2 separate regions of the Mus musculus genome follow, and region 1 is linked to region 2. A link is a contact called in public HiChIP or PLAC-seq data. All regions are on one chromosome and are shown on one strand. The core of a region is the stretch at or near the end of the contact, and the rest is flanking DNA. Distances in the headings are between cores, read along the strand shown. Region 1 overlaps Robo1 (roundabout guidance receptor 1). Region 2 holds the start of Robo1 (roundabout guidance receptor 1).

Region 1 (3,011 bases), core at 22-2,521, 130 kb after region 2:
GTCTTGAACAGTCGAAGATACATGAATGGTGATGGATAATTATTTTTATTTAACCAGATTAATTAAACATCCGTTCTCCCATCTCTGAGATTTTGAGCGCTGCTTCTAAAAGGATGACTAAAGAATGATATCCCAGCTCCTGTAGAATTCACTCTAGTTGCCAAATGGGTTACCAGAAGCACATCCAATGTTACATCCAGATGTAGTTATTATTTCTATAAATCGTATTGGCTGCAAAGAAATTATGTCCAGAAGGATAACAAACACCACAATATAACCACTGTTTTCTGTCCAAGGGAAGTTTTCTTCATCATTTTTTTATGATAGTGACAAATGCTACCAAAGCACAGGGGCTTTTTCTCCCAAAATAAATGTTTAAATTTATTTCTCATTTTATTGAGAAATTTATAATTTGTGTTGCCTGTTAATTTAGAGAATGGTACAGTTCTCTTCCAATTACAGAATTTTAAAATTTATTTTGTAATCAAGGACATAAGCCTTTTGAAGAACAATGAAGACTCTTGTCTGTTAGCTTTTTATGAATTCGTTGTGAATTTCACATCATGCACCCCGGTCCTACTCATCTCTCCATCCCTTTGTTCCCACCCTCCCTTGCAATGCTCCCCCAAAAGGAAAGCAATCACAGTGTGAAAGCTATAGCGTGTCACAGTGTGTCCCACACTATACGCCTTTGTCCACACTTCTCTACCTGCAGTTAGTTGTTCACTGCAATGAGTCATTGGCCTGATTCAAGGCTTATAGCTTCTGCTACACTATTAACACTGGGTCTTCATGAGGATTCTTCTCAGATTTCCTGTTGCTGCCTTGTGTCATGAAAACTTTTACAATTGATTGTAACTTCCCACCCCTGAGTTCTCCCCCCTCCTGTGTCTGTTGCCCTCTCTTCCCCATATCCTTTCTTTTTTCAAGAATTATCAATCATTTTTTTTCTTCTGGACTTGCTACCCAAAATACTACATAGTTGGCCTTTCAGGGCAGCATGGATGTTTGTGACCTAACTGTAAGTACCAGTGTGGGCTATGATAAAGTTGCTGAGTGGATTCTGCATTAGTACCCTTCACAACACCCAGCCACACTTCTCCTAACCCCCTTCACCAGCAGCTTCCAAACTACCAACTCGTTTCCTGTCAAATCTGTGTGGTGCTCTGTAATAAATCACCGATGAACAGCCAACAATGTATTACAGAGGTTCCGGTTCTGAACATTGATGAATGTGACTCTTCTAGAATGGAACAATGGCCCCTGTGCGATGCACGAGAGAGGCCCCTCTGCTGCAAAGATAGCTTTGTTCATGGCCCCAGCCTCTCTGGGTTGAGTGCTCTCTTTTCTTGTGTTAGCAGGAACCTCAGCTAATTGATTAACTGAATCTTTGGTCTGTCTGAGGTAGGCCTAAAACAAGGATGTAATCAGTGCTTTTGAAAGACGCCATTCTTGTCTTTGGGGATTCCTGCGGGCCCATATGGCATGTACAATAGGCAACACAGCAAGGGTTCTTACTTGGAGGATTGGGTGGACTTCAGTGTGAACGTGTTTCTCTTGTATTATTTCTTCCTCTTGTTTAGTCCGTTTGGTGGTGATTCTGCATGGGACAGGACTTTGTAAGAGAAAAACTTATACTGAGTTGCCCATCTTCTTTTTTTCCCTTTGATGTTATCATTCTATTCCGGAGATTTTTGGGAGGCCCGTTTCCTATTGGAGCATTGTTCGTTCATACTATTTAAAACAACTAAAAGGCAAAGAGAATTGAAAGGTATATTTTCACATATTATCCTTTAATACAAGAATACAACTGTATAATATGTCAAGAAATGGAAAATATATTTTGCAGACAGTGAAAGGCAGCGTTTTCAGTATTGTTTAATTATATACTATAAATCAGTTCTTTACTAAAAAATGTAAATCACCTCGTTAGGTTGAAAAAAATTCATAGAAGGATATGGCTAATGGTTGATTAAAGGACAAATAAGAGCTACTTTTATTTATTTCACATAACTGATATTCTGTGGTTGCCATATCTATTAAGTTGTATTTATCTGTAATTGGTATGTAAGATATAAATTGTACATATGATTGGCAATATGATATATGTATATAATAAACATGTATTAGAATGTTATGATTAGGTTAAATATTCATGACTTTTATAGTAACTTTCAAATCATTTAGCTCTGTAGGCATTGCACTGTATAAATGAAAGTTGCATCAGCTGAAGGAAGTATTAATATAGATTCTCTAAAGGTAGAGACAAATTTATTTCAGATTGATCCCAAGATTTTACAATAAAATGAACTTAAGTTTATAGCAAAGAAACTGAGATTCAGTTATGTGCGAAAAAAAGAAACATTTTTGACAAAACGTTTCCTCTGCTTTTATAACCCACCAGAAGTTTTACAGTCCTTCATATTGTGAAAAGAACGGTGACACAAAGAGCATGTGTCCAAGCTCAGCATTGGCAGACTCTGTAGATGGGAGAGGAGTGGCTTGTGGCTTTTGTATATGAATTCCCTCCTTCTATGCTTCTTTCTATTCAAAAACAAGCATTTCAATCCAGATCCCAGCAGAAAATCTGCCAACCAATCCTAATGCCTGTGGAGAAGCCAATTTTATCTCTGCACTGTAGAGAAGAGATTGCTTCTATCCCTTAAGGAAAATGAGCTAAGTTTTCCTTTACACCTACAAGATTCATTCCCAAAGTACAAAACAAGTTCCCAGTTTTAACATTAAAATTATTAAGTTGTTGAGACTGGTGGACTAGGTCTTTATTCTGTATAAAAGTGATTTGGCTTCTGTTAATACCCAAGAAATGAAGTGGATATTAACGAACATATTGTATATGGTACCTGGGAGTGGTGCTGTCACAAATGCATTCCGAATTTTAGCCTAAGGTGTCAAGAACCAATGTTGCAATGTGCAGTGCTTACCTGAGTAAGAAGACACCATCAGGGTGGAAGCAAGGAGGGAGTCTTCTTTGGTCCTGCCTGAATGAGTGA
Region 2 (3,420 bases), core at 188-2,687:
TTCCAAGGAAAATTTATTTTCTCTGTTTCTCACCAAACTATCTTTTCACAGATACCAAATCAATGTATGTCTCTTAACATTTACTGCACGTTTCTTGTTTTTACTGCTGAAAAGATTCTGGTTAGAATCTTTGACTTCTTATCTTTGGCTTGTTTACTGAGTTTTCAGTCAGCTTTCTCAGGATTAAATTGTGTTTCCTTTTCAAAGGTAAGGTGCTGTTAACCAGGTTGTCTTTTCACAGACAGTTGCTCTGAGTTCACGGGCCACAGAAGCCATGACCCAAATGAGCACATGGCTCTTTGAAACTTGCAGTTTAGGTAGGCAATGCAGGCAGTCAGTTAAGGGAAACCTGGAAAAGTCCAACCGTCTACACAAAATAAATTCAAACCCTCCTCACCTGCCGTCATGCCACCGGCCATAGTTGAAGGCAGTAAGTACTCATCTTGAAGTCATAGACCATAGCTTTGAAGAGAGTAACTTATTAATAAAAGCGATAGCTGTGTCAACAACTGCAATTTGTAGAGCCTTCCGCAGATATTATATGGTTTTCATCGTGTCATAGGCAATAATAACAAAAAAGAAAACAACGAATTTGTGAAAACTTGTCTGTCAAATATCCCAGGCATGTTTCATCTCGGGCCTAATTAGCTTACTCATGAAGTAGCCCCACAGGCCCCATTTTTTTTTTCTTCAGAAGAGAGAATAAAGTTAGTATGGCCACAGGTACCTGATACCCTCGGATTTGGGGTGGCCCAGTTTTTGAGATGCTAAGAGCCCATCACTGCAAACTTTAGATTAATGTATTACCACCCATCTGTTACTCTTCTTTAACTGTTGAGTCTCTAATATCTATAAGCTACCTAGACTCTCCTGTAAACATAATGAAGTCTCCAAGACCTAAGCCTTCACTCCTTTCTACAGGACCGCCAGCAAATTCAATAAAAAGAGAATATCCATCCACTACTATATTTTAGATAATTTACACTTTCCTAAAGCCTCTTTGCTGAGAAAGCAAATAAGTTTGTTTGTTTGTTTGTTTGCTCGTTTAAAGAGAATATGGGGGGTGGTGATAGTGGTAGTGAGTGAACTTCTTTGGAAGTTTACTGCAATTCCCTAAATCGGTAAAGAAGAGGTTAAGAGGGACCTGGAGGATTTTGAAGTCTTTGGTTTGGGAGGTTCCATTTGGAGAAAGGTGCAGGGGAGCCTGAGATGGAAAGGGACCCAAAACAAGTTCTTATTCGTTGAGATTTCTGCTTCTGAGTCGTTGAAATCTCACCTGAGGGCGCAGTTGGGCGCTCCAGGCATGTGGATGGAAATATTAACACGCAGAACTTGTCTGAGCAGCGCCAGTGAGGGCCTGGCAGGGATCGAGCGTCCCCTTTAAAGGTTCCCGAGCCGGGCTGGAGAGGGAGGAAACCCGGAGCAGCAGGGACTGAGGGGGAAACCCACGAGCTGTCGAGCCGAAAGGAGGCAGCGTGAGAGCAGAAACTTCAGACGCTGCAAGCTCCCAGCGGAGCTCGGGCGAGCCTCGGCAGCATCCTCTTCCTCCTGCTCGCTCTTTCCCACCAACCCGGGGCCGCCCGGAGCAGCCTCTCCGAAGCTTCCAGGAGCAAGGAGTAAGACTAGCCACCCCGGGAAGTTTGGGCTGCAGCTTGGTTCGGAGGTGCGTTACACGCGCCCCAGTAGAAGCAGGACCCGGGACGATGCTGGGTGCTGTGCCGGGCTGGGGGCGCCCGGAAGGCGCTCGTGCATCCGCGGTCCTGTTGCTGTCCCCGGTGCCCTCCGCATCCCGCGAGTGATGGGAACAAGGGCCCGCCCAGGCAGCCGCTGTCGCCGTACCGCCCCTTCGCTCCCTCCTGGTGCGCAGAGTCACCCAGGCGCACCCCGTGAACCTAGAGACTGTTCTCCCCAGCTGCCGCCGCTACCTTGACTGCAATCTCCGCCAGAGGGGGGTGGCCTGCTACTCTCTGGCTCTCCGGTAGACGGAGGAGCACTTTTTGGGGTGCATCTCTTCCTTTGCTCTCACACCCCAACTTTGCAATCGCCGCGCAGCGGCGCCAGGGCACACGCTGTGGAGGCGCACGCCGGGAGGCTCAGCAGGACTGTGGAGGCAGGAAACCGCACAACTGCTCCTCGGTTTAGGCTCTTTGTTGTTCGCCTTGGATGAGCCTTGGAAGTGGTTGAGCCTCTTCAGAAACCCGGAGCTAGGGAAGACAAACCTTGGGCTTTTTCTTTGCAAAGGGATTGACAAGCCTCCGGAAAGGTCGACGAGAAACTGCCCTGCAAACTCTTGGCGGATTGACTCACGTTGCTTATATTAAGCCTTTGTGTGTAGGGTGTATGGTGTGTGGCTTCCATAAATTTGGAGATCTCCGCTTCTGCTCCCTTCTCTTGGCATGAGACTGTATGCAGGACCTACCCGAGGACAATGATCGCGGAGCCTGCTCGCTTTTACCTCTTTGGATTAATATGTCTCTGTTCAGGTAACCTGCGCCCTCCTTCTTCACCCTTCATCTCTTTCGCTGGTCCCCACTCCACTCTTCAGAATCGGACCCTCAACCCTGAATTGACTCTTGGCGACCTCTCCCTTCTAAGGCCAGAGGGGCTCGACCCTTCCAGAACTTCTACAGGGAAAGGTTTCTAGTTTCGCGTTTGAGGTTGTCCCCTCTGGCCTATCACCCCAAACTCTCCTGAAACCATCCCAAACCTCTCGGTAGACCTCGGCCTTTCGCCAAGTTCAGGGCACGCCCAGCTCACTCTGGGCAAATGCCTGTCTAAGCACTTGGGTGGTAGAGGCAGCGGGTTGTTTTGGGCTCTTAGGATTAGGTCAAATGAGTATCCCCCATCTGAGGGATCCTTAGGGGGTGCTGGAGTGGAGGGGCAAGCGGCACGGAGTGGGGGTGGGGGGTGAGGGGGGCTTGTGATCCTCAATCCCCAGCAATCCAAAATCTGGTCCCGGTCCCCGTCCCGCCCCACCCCCCCACCCCCCGTTTCTGAGCTCAACGGGTTGTTAGAAGTTGTTTTATGTAACCAAAGTCTGTAATTAAATTTGATTCTGAAGAAACTTGAGGAAATAACTCCTTCTCGTGGTAGGATATAAACTAGCCACTGCCTGACTGGGTTTAGAAAGAAAACAGGCGCTTGCAAGTAAGTTGCCTGGTAGTCCTCATTGGCGAGACAGAGCAGAAGATTGCCCTTAGTGTTTGTAAGATGAATAGTTCTGCAGCTGCATATGAAGGGTTGGAAAGATGCAGTTTAAGAAACCTTCTGTCCCAAGAGAAGGAACCGAGCGGGGGCTGGCAAACAGTTTCCCTGTACCCTTTAAGAATCTTCAGCTATGGATGACTGAACCATAGACCCCAGTTCTGTTTCTTCCCTCTTGGTAGATTCTGGTTTCAATCATGGATCCTGTTTCAGTCC

The links. HiChIP or PLAC-seq counts read pairs in DNA pulled down with a chosen protein or histone mark.
Region 1: an H3K4me3 HiChIP or PLAC-seq map of craniofacial prominence shows a contact between it and region 2, with 3 times the contacts expected there. The contact joins the enhancer-like site here to the promoter of Robo1 in region 2. A contact is called at or near these places in 1 of 39 promoter capture datasets (cranial neural crest), 3 of 484 Hi-C or Micro-C datasets (myocytes, stem cell-derived neural progenitor cells and uterus), 5 of 115 datasets of contacts at active chromatin or transcription factors (craniofacial prominence, differentiating embryonic stem cells, embryonic hindbrain and 2 more) and 1 of 9 other capture datasets (adipose tissue).

The regions. Positions count from the first base shown.
Region 1 is chr16:72,786,885-72,789,895 of GRCm38.p6, forward strand. All of the region lies in intron 2 of Robo1 (roundabout guidance receptor 1), which reads left to right. Among named protein-coding and RNA genes, the nearest start is that of Gm52248, 91 kb to the right of the region's middle. Within about 2 kb of position 1,272, at least 9 of the 459 cell types and tissues checked have an H3K27ac peak or open chromatin away from gene starts, as enhancers often do.
Region 2 is chr16:72,661,712-72,665,131 of GRCm38.p6, forward strand. It overlaps Robo1 (roundabout guidance receptor 1), which reads left to right and starts at 1,438. Exons shown (of 29, transcript NM_019413.2): 1 at 1,438-2,483. The coding sequence starts at 2,429. Gm29908 (a long non-coding RNA gene) reads right to left here and starts at 1,355. Exons shown (of 3, transcript XR_384961.4): 1 at 1,277-1,355.